2 separate regions of the Sus scrofa genome follow, and region 2 is linked to region 1. Evidence: chromatin contacts called from public Hi-C data. All regions are on one chromosome and are shown on one strand. The core of a region is the stretch at or near the end of the contact, and the rest is flanking DNA. Distances in the headings are between cores, read along the strand shown.

The links. A called contact is a pair of places that touch in the nucleus more often than the background predicts.
Region 2: a contact with region 1 is called in a Hi-C map of retroperitoneal adipose tissue, with 4 times the contacts expected there. The contact joins the enhancer-like site here to the promoter of SLC7A5 in region 1. A contact is called at or near these places in 2 of 5 promoter capture datasets (fetal liver and liver), 17 of 47 Hi-C or Micro-C datasets (alveolar macrophages, blood, embryonic fibroblasts and 9 more) and 2 of 2 datasets of contacts at active chromatin or transcription factors (alveolar macrophages and skeletal muscle).

What each region holds. Positions count from the first base shown.
Region 1 is chr6:1,543,802-1,548,328 of Sscrofa11.1, reverse strand. SLC7A5 (a long non-coding RNA gene) reads right to left here and starts at 2,389. Exons shown (of 10, transcript XR_002344446.1): 1 at 1,744-2,389.
Region 2 is chr6:1,594,442-1,598,979 of Sscrofa11.1, reverse strand. No RefSeq gene overlaps it. Among named protein-coding and RNA genes, the nearest start is that of KLHDC4, 30 kb to the left of the region's middle. Within about 2 kb of position 2,004, at least 29 of the 83 cell types and tissues checked have an H3K27ac peak or open chromatin away from gene starts, as enhancers often do. A contact at or near this core is called in alveolar macrophages, embryonic fibroblasts, fetal liver and 1 more, where this site is marked.

The DNA of each region.
Region 1 (4,527 bases), core at 1,140-3,639:
GGCCCCCTCCCTGGACCTTTCTCTGTGCCCAAGGGAGAGCAGCTGTTCCGGCCATGTGCCCCCCACCCCACGCCAGACCCCGTACAAGTGCTCAGTCTTGCAGACAGCATCGCCCTTGTTACCGAAAATCTTCCCCTCAGGAGAAGCAACGCACACACACAGACACGTGGGGTTTCAGAGGAAAAGAGCTCCACAGGCTCAAGAGGACAGGAAGAATGTCACCCAGGGTCCCACCACAAGGGCTGCCATTCACGTGACCTCCCCGCTGGAGGCAGAGTGCTGGGCAGGATGTACCCCCTGCAGCCCCTGCAGAATTCTTCCGAGGCTTTACCTGCTTAAACTCAAAGTTTTTGTAAGTACAGGATCCATTTTTCGAGACTAGAGAGCTGGCCCTGTAAGCACAGTGTTAGGTCGAGATCCTCCAGGCTGAGACTTTAAATCGGACCTAGCAAGGACAAACATGGGAGTGACACAGATCAAGCCAGAGGGGCTTTCTCGGACTCAGCCCAAAGCATCCTCTCAAAAGCCCTCCAGACGTCTCAGGTTCCCCAGTCCTCAGGCAGATCGCCTATAGCCACGGCTATTCCTAGACGTGGCCCAAAGGTTTTTCTAAGTGGAATCCTCATTTCTGAGAGGCCTCAAAAGGCAAAATGTGCCCTCCCTGGTGTGGCTGCCACCAGGGTCTCAGGCCTCCTGGGGTCACCACTTTCCGGAGTGTGCCTCAGAGCTCTGGGACACCCCCGTCCCCCCAACTGCCCTGTCCCCAGCAACACGCTGAACTTATGCTCCAGAGCCCCAACAGTACCAGGAGCTGCTCCAACTGATTACACTGTCCCGTGTCTCGATCCGGAAACCACACACCAGCCCTGCCAGCACCACCAAGCTTGGGGCAGAGCCTCAAAGCGGGTGGCAGCTCTGAAAGCAGGACACTTCCACCTTGCAAGCAAGTTGGCGGAGGGGTAGGGGCAAAACTGCCAGAGGCCCCCAAACAAAGAAAAGATAAGGAAATCACATGTCTTTTAGTACAAAAGATTTTCTTCCCTGAAATCCCATGAGAAGACAGCCCACCAGCATTCTGGGACCTTACCCACCAACGTTAGGGCTACACCTGATGGCTGCTTTCGGCCCAACCTGGGACCCCAAACCTAGCCCCCCACCACCCACATGTAAGCTGCAGCCAAGCACCCCTCCTCCACCAGTCACTAGGCAACCTTCAGGAGACTCCACGGTGCTGCCTAAACGTGCAGCTCATTCACTGCCCACACAGAATTTTATTACTATTGGTTTTTGTATGAGTCAGCCTTTCTTGATAAGCTGGTTTGAATGCTTTTTTAAAAAAAACTACGACCGCTCTAGACAAACAGTAAGCATTTGGGAACTCAGACAGGAAATTCGCTTTTCAGACGCTCCACGTGGGTGCCTTGCAATCAGACAGGGTATTACTCCGCTCCAAGGCCTCTGACGGACTAAGCCGAGTTACGGCCAGAGGCGCGAGGCGGGGACCTACTGGCTCTCTCTGCGGAATTCCAGGCGAGGTGGAGACGAATGAATGAAACGCACGTGGGTTCTGGGCCCAGGGCCCTTAGGTCTAAAACTGCGGGGTCGGCCTGGAACAGGGGATGGGGGGGATGGCCGGAGGCGGCCTGGGGATGGTCCAGGAGTGCGGGGACAGCGGGGACGCGGGCGCGCGGCGATCTCGGCTCCCCCTCCCCGCGTCCCCAGGTTCCCCCCGCCGGTACTCACGCACGCATAGGCAGGCCACGAGCTTGGCGGCCTCCTCCGGCACCGGGCAGGTGGGGAAGAGCGGCTTGAGCAGGTAGGTGGCGAAGACGAGCGCCACGATGTACTGCGAGGAGGGCCGGATGATGAGCAGCTCGATCCAGAGCTTGAGAAAGGCGGGCAGCGAGCCGTACACTTCGAGCATGTAGGCGTAGTCGCCGCCAGACTTGGTGATGGTGGTGCCCAGCTCGGCGTAGCAGAGCGCGCCCACGATGGAGAAGACGCCGCAAACGGCCCACACCACCAGCGCCAGCCCGGGCGAGCCCGCCTCCTTGAGCACGCCGGTGGGCGTCACGAAGATGCCCGAGCCGATGATGGTGCCCACGATGATAGCCACGCCGTTGAGCAGGGTGATGTTGCGCTGCAGGGTCACGCCCTCACCCTCCGCCGGCCGCGCGGCCAGCATCCGCTCCCGCGCCTGGCGCTCCTCCTCTGTGGCCGCCGCGGGAGCCGCCGGCGGGCGCCGCTTCAGGCCGGGGCCCGCCATGCTGCCGCGCGAGCCAGGCAGGGCGAGGGCGGGGCCGGGGCTGGGGCTGGGGCCGGACACCGGGAGCGCGCCGCCCACTGGAGACAGCCGGTTCCCACGGCGCTGCCGCCAAGCCGCTGCGTCAGCCCGTGCTGCGCCGCCGCCCTTTATACGCCGCCGCCGGCCCCGCCCCGCCCGCCAGGCCCCGCCCCAAGCCCCGCCTGCGCGGCGCGCCCCGCCCCTCGCCTCCAGCCGCCCTGCCCGCGGTCGGTCGGCCGGCTCGGTGGTTCAGTCCCGCAGGTGGAGCGTGCAGACTCTGTCCGGCCGCGGCTGGCTCGCGATCTGGGCCCCAAGTGCTCCCCGGAGGCCTCGGCCGGTTCCCCGTGTGGAGCGCGCCGACCGCGTGCAGCCAAGCGTGGCGGGCCGTCCCGGTCCCGCGCGGTCCCGGGAGACCCAGGCCGGTGCCCCACACGTGGAGAGCCCCGGCCGCGTCCCCGAACCTGGCGGACGCGGATGGTCCTGGCCCCGCGGTGTACCGGAGGACCCCAGCCCGGCTCCTCGCAAGTGGAGCGTGCTGACCGCGTCCCACCGAGCCTGGCGGACGGGTACCCGCAGCGCTTCGTGCACGTGGAGGGCCAGGCACCTTGCCCTCCTCACCGGCTCCCTCAGTGGCCCAGAGCAAGCACCCAGGGACCTCGATGCTGCAGTGTGGGCCTGGGCGATAAGGCAGGGCCAACCTGAGGCCACAGCACAGGATGGGTGGGATTTGGGGAGGCTCTGGGGCTCAGAGAAGACCTGCCTGCCCCCTGGAGTGTGCCCAGGCCCGGTGTGGCTCTGGCTTCCTGTTCCTGAGGTGATAGGATCTGCTCATCCTAGGGGCTTGGGCGCTATGAAAATGATCAGAACTGAGCGGGAGCCCCTGGAGGAAGCTCCAGGTTGGGCCTGGGGTCCTGAACTCAGAGAAGGGGGAAGCGCTGGAGGCCTCATGGGAGCTCATTCCTGGGCTCCGAAATTCCCATGTTTATCCCAAGGGAAACCTCCTTGCCAAAGAGCAGCATCCAGGGCGCGGCTTGGAGAAACAGCGACAGAGGTGCTGGAAAACCAGGAATCTGCAGAAGCTTAGCTAAATTGATAAAGCAGGGATTCCCTGGAGGAGCACGGTGAGAACCCCTCCCCCACATCTAGCTGGAATATCCAAAGGTAGGCTGCAAGATGAAGGGGCTCTAGCCTTATTCTTTCTTTCTTTTTTTTTTTTTTTTTTTTTGGTCTTTTCTGTCTTTTTAGGGCCCCACCCACAGCATATGGAGGTTCCCAGGCTAGGCGTCTAATTGGAGCTATAGCTGCCATCCTATACCACAGGCACAGCAACGCCAGATCCGAGCCACGTCTGCGACCTACTCCACAACTCATGGCAACGCCAGATCCTTAACCCACTGAGCGAGGCTACAGATCAAACCTGCAACCCCATGGTTCCTAGTCGGATTCGTTTCCGCTGCGCCACGACGGGAACTCCTTGAGCCGTATTCTTAAAGAACTCCAGATTTCTGGATAGGAAGTGTGGCCAGGTACTAGTGGTCAGAATCAGAAGAGGACGTGCAGGAAACCCAATCATTTCCGGCTTAGAAGCAGGAAAGGATGAGAAATACTTGCTGATTGGCATTCCCGTCGTGGTTCAGTGGTTAACAAACCAGACTAGCATCCATAAGGATGCGGGTTAGATCCCTGGCCTCGCTCAGTGGGTTAAGGAGCTGGCGTTGCCATGAGCTGTGGTGTAGGTCGCAGACACGACTTGGATCCCGAGTTACTGTGGCTGTGATGTAGGCTGGCAACTACAGCTTTGATTGGACCCCTAGCCTGGGAACCTCCACAGGTGTGGCCCTAAAAAGACCAAAAAAAAAAGAAGAAGAAGAAAGAAAGAAATACTTGTGGATTAAGCTGACATGCACACAGGGAAAGAATTTAGAGTCCCATCTCAGGGGAGTTTAGCCAGGGTGAGCCATTAGTGTTGCTAGTTTGTTTTGGCTGTGCCCGTGGCATGAAGAAGTTCCTAGGCCAGGGATCGAACCCCCACCACAGCAGTAACCAGAGCCACAGCGGTGACAACGCTGGGTCCTTAACCCCCTGAGCCCCCGGGGGCTCCCAGGGCATGTCATTTGGACTTTCCACATCCCACCAGTCAAACCCGGCCCCCCCAACATGCCAGCCCTTCATCTGTGACGGTCCAGTCCAATGACCTGTCCATCACACAAATACTAACTTGCAAGATGTCTAAGTTGGTGGCT
Region 2 (4,538 bases), core at 755-3,254, 51 kb before region 1:
AGTCACGGCTTGTCCCAGTCTCGCCCAGCCCAAGGGGAGCCGTTTTCCAGTTTTACTGGTGGGGATGATTAACAGGGGCTGACCTGGAGCCCAGCACCCGCCTCACCCTCTAGTCCTCGGCGGCCTCTGCTGCCAGTTCATGTGTCTTCTGCAGCCCTTCTGCTGGTGACCCTGGCCTCCGGGCACCCTGGCATCGTAACCCAGCCCGCTCTGCCCGGACCTGAAAGGCCAGGTGCTGCTGCCTCCCACGGGCCCTCCAGACGCTCCCGGCTCTGCTTGCCCTCCCTCGCCCAGCGCAGGAATCCCAGTGTGTCCTTGACCTGGGTGGGCCTGGCTCCCGCCCTTGCCAGCCGCGTCTGGGAGAAGAGTTCCCTAGGATGCCAGCTCTGTGGAATTAAAGGGACAACAGGTGTCCTCACTGTGCCCCCAGAACCCTCCCCCGCCCCCGCAAGAGACCAAGTCGGGGTTTCTGCTGTATTCCGCCCCTTGGGGTCTGATGGGAGGCGGGGGTGATGGGAGGAGAGAGAAAGACAAAACCCAGCCCCCTCATCCCTCCCTCGCCAGATGACATTGCATGGTGACAATCCTGGGGCCAGGGTGGCCGTGCCGGCCTCATGTGTCCACCCAGCCGCGGTGCTGGGTGGGTTGGGCAGGAGACCGGGCCTCCCCAAGTCCCCCGTCCCCCCGTGTAGTAACAGTGACAGCATGACAAATGCCCACCGCACCGCGACAGGGACTGTCCTGATCAGACCCCAGTCAGGCTCTTCCGAGCACTTGTTCAAGGAAGCCTCATCCTAGTGGAAAGGGCCCAGTTTTAGCAAGAACGCTGCTCAGTCGGTTTAGCCAGAATCCTCCACCTTCCACGTCTGACCCCCCAAGGTCCTCCTCACTGCCCCCATGACCGTGACCTTGACGTCTGACCCTGGCCTGGCTCTGTGCAGCCAGAGTCCCCCTCCCCTTCCTGCTCCCATGTTCCCTCCTTTTAATTCTCCATTCAAGGCCCCCACCTGCTTGCTGGCCATCAATCCCGATTTGGAGCCGAGCCCCCTCTCCCCTGCTGCCAGGCCCTCCGTGGGGGCCCCACACCTGTGGCCACGGCCTCTGAGTCACGGCAGCCTCGCCATCTGTAACCCGTGTGAGGAATGGCCTTTGTCTAAGAACCGTGGTTCACTCAGGGGCGAAGGAGGGCGTCTGGAGCCCCTGGCACTGTGCCTGCCGCGGACATAGGTGGCATCTCTCCGTGTTTCTGGGGAGTCTGACTTTTGAGGAGACTACAGCGTTCTGGACATCGGGTACAGTTCTGCAAGGACAGGGGGACCGCCTGGCCTGAGAGTCTGCGTTTGTTTGGGTCGAGGGGGGCTCAACATGCGGCGGCAGGAGGGCAGCAGAGCCGAGGCGGGGGCCGGGAAGCTGGAGGACCAGGGGCGTAGGCGTGGGGGGGGGGGCACCAGAGCTGGGGGCTGAGGGACTGGGCGTTCCTGGGGGCAGAGAGGGAGAGGAGGGTTTCCAGAGATGTGCTCAGCTCAGGACCTCCAGGCTGGCACCCCAGGACCCCCGGTGACGCCCGGTGGCATCTTGGGTTGTCAGGACTGGGGTTGGCAGTGCCATGGCATCTGATGCTGCCCAACACCCTGTGAGCCCGTGTCTTGGGAGAGGCGGGCAAGGTCACCCGTATTTTCCTTCCTACTTTTCCTTCTCCTTCTTTGCCCACAGCATTATAGGGACTCCCCCTCCCACACGGGTCCAGCAAGACCCCTCTGACTCCCCTGCTGAGCCAAGCGCTGGCAGCCACAGCCGCTCCTGCTTTCCGCGGTGGCAGCCTGTTCGCCCGCGCTTCCCACCGCCGTTCCGGGGAGCAGCGCAATCCCCCAGCCTCTTGCATCAGCCGCCAGCTCTGCGGGAGTGGGAGGGGCGAGAGGCCGCCCAGCCTGGCTCCGGGCTCTCTGGTGTGAGACTGCAAGTCCCCGGGGGTTTCTTTCTCACCAGAACTTGCTCCATCTTCTAAGTGGAGACCGGGCTGGGGCGGGGGGCGGGGGGCAGACGCTCCCTGGAGCTGCTCCGACATGTGCCTGCCTCACCAGGGTCTGAGTCAATGCCCTGCAAGGAAGGGCGGAGGAGGGCAGCAGGCAGGGCTGGGAGCCCAGTGGGGTCTCTGCGTGTTGATATGATGCAACCAAGTTCTGGGGGGGCCACGGAGCCAGGGTGCGGATAGGTGAACCCAGACAGGCGGGCCCCATGGTGGGGGGGGCAACAAGGCTTCACCTGGGCCAGCTCTACTCAACCACCCTGTCTCAGACCCTGAGTGGCATCTGGGGGACACCTGGCAGTGCCTGGAGACATTTTTGGTTGTTACAGCGTGGGAGGAGGGGTGCCACTGGCAACGAATGGGTCCAGGTCAAGGACATTGCTCAACATCCTGCAATACTTAAGACAGCGCCCCCACACACACACAACCACCGAGACTGATTTGCCCCAAACGGCCATGGCCCAAGACTGAGAAAACCCAGTTCTGAGAGAAAGAGAGCTGTAATCCATTGCTTATGTCTGCCACGGGCTGGGAAAACAAACGTGGTGGTGCCTGTGCTGTTTAGTCTCCATCTCAAGCTCACCTGGCCAGTGGTCCTGGATGAAAGCCATCAATCCATCACCTCTCCCGTTCCCTCTGGGGCCTTTATGCCCACCACCCTTCCGTGCTGCCAGCTGCAAGCGGGCCCCAGGTGAGGACAGGGGTTTGGGCTGGGCACGTGTCACCCAGTTCCAGGGGTTCTGTGACATGCTGGCCTTGTCCATGTTGCTGCTTTCGTGGGGACGGTGTTCCTACGGCCGCGAGCTGCAGTCTCATGTGTCTCCAGGCCCAGGCCCGGAAGGGTCATGAGCTGTGTTGGCCGAGGGAGATGCCAGACACCTGTGGGCACACTGACATCCTTAGACCCTTGCTTTGTTTGGGGTTTTTTTTTTAAGGTAAAATTAGAAACTGGGTTATTTTTTAATGTGAATTTTCCCAATTACTATTACTACTTTCTATGGCTGCGCCCATGGCATATCAAAGTTCCCAGGACAGGGATGGAACCTGAGCTGAGGCTCTGACTTATGCCACAGCTGCAGTCCTTTAACCCACAGAGCTGCATGGAGGATTGAACCCACACCTCCACACACACCCCAGCTGCTACAGTCAGATTCTTTTTTCTTTCTTTTCTTGTTTTCTTTTTGTCTTTTTAAGGCCACACCCACAGCATATGCATGTTCCCAGGCTAGGGGTCGAATCGGAGCTACAGCTGCTGGCCTACACCAAAGCCAGAGCAACGCCAGATCCGAGCTGTGTCTGCAACCTAAACCACAGCTCATGGGAATGCCAGATCCTTAAACCACGGAGCAAGGCCAGGGATCAAACCCGTAACCTCATGGATGCTAGTCAGGTTCATTAACCACTGAGCCACGATGGGAACTCCTGCAGTCAAATTCTTAATCCACTGTGGGAACTCCAGTTCCCCGACTTCTGAGTATTAATGCTTATGGCTTGAAACACTATGTGGGGTGAGGTCTGTGTGTCCCCAGCATCCTAGCAGCCCAGTGCTTGGCAGGCAGATCCAAGTGTCCTAAGTGACAGTGACTATTCACCTGCTGTCCCTGCGGTTCAGGGGCAACAGCCAAAGCACCATCCCTGGTGGCAGCTCTGACTCCTGCGCCACCTCAGGGTGACTGTCCCTGGCGAAGAGCCACGGTGGGGACGGGTCGGGGGAGCCTGGGTCACAGTAGTGTGTAGAGAGCAGACGAAGCCATTACTAAGCTGCTAAGTGAGGGACTCGGGCATAAAGGAAAAGCACAGAAGCCAGAAGAGGGATGAAACCTCAACACGAACCAGAGCCCCAGCTCCTCCAGGGCGCACACAGCCAGCCCAGTACTGCCCTGCATCGTCCTGAGGACCCAAGGCCCCCCCGGGGCATGGCGGGTGGGGGGGACCACAGGCTGAGGCCCCAGAGCAGCGGGAAGTGGAAGGTCAGTGACTGGGTTTCCTGAGAGACCACCCTGTCACCCCACCACCCACCAATCAGAAGTCAGTCCGTGAGATGCCCTGACAGCAACTGTACAAATGTCTTCTTAGATCAGTCACCCAAAGCAGTAGAAGTAAAAATAAGTCCCTGGGACCTCATCAAACCTGCAAACTTTTGCACAGCAAAGAAAACCATTTAAAAAAGACAAAACAAAAAAAATGGAGTTCCCATTGTGGTGCAGCAAACAAATCCGACTAGGAACCATGAGGTTGCAGGTTCAGTCCCTGGCCTTGCTCAGTGGATTAAGGATCCGGTGTTGCCGTGAGCTGTGGTGTGGGTCGCGGATGCGGCTCGGATCCTGCGTTGCTGTGGCTGTGGTGTAGGCCAGCAGCTGTAGCTCCGATTCGACCCCTAGCCTGGGAACTTCCATATGCCTTGGGTGCAGCCCTAAAAAGACAAAAAACAAAAAACGAAACAAAAAACCTAAAGACAATATATGGAATGGGAGGAAATAGTTTCAAATGATTCAACTGACAAGGGCTTAAT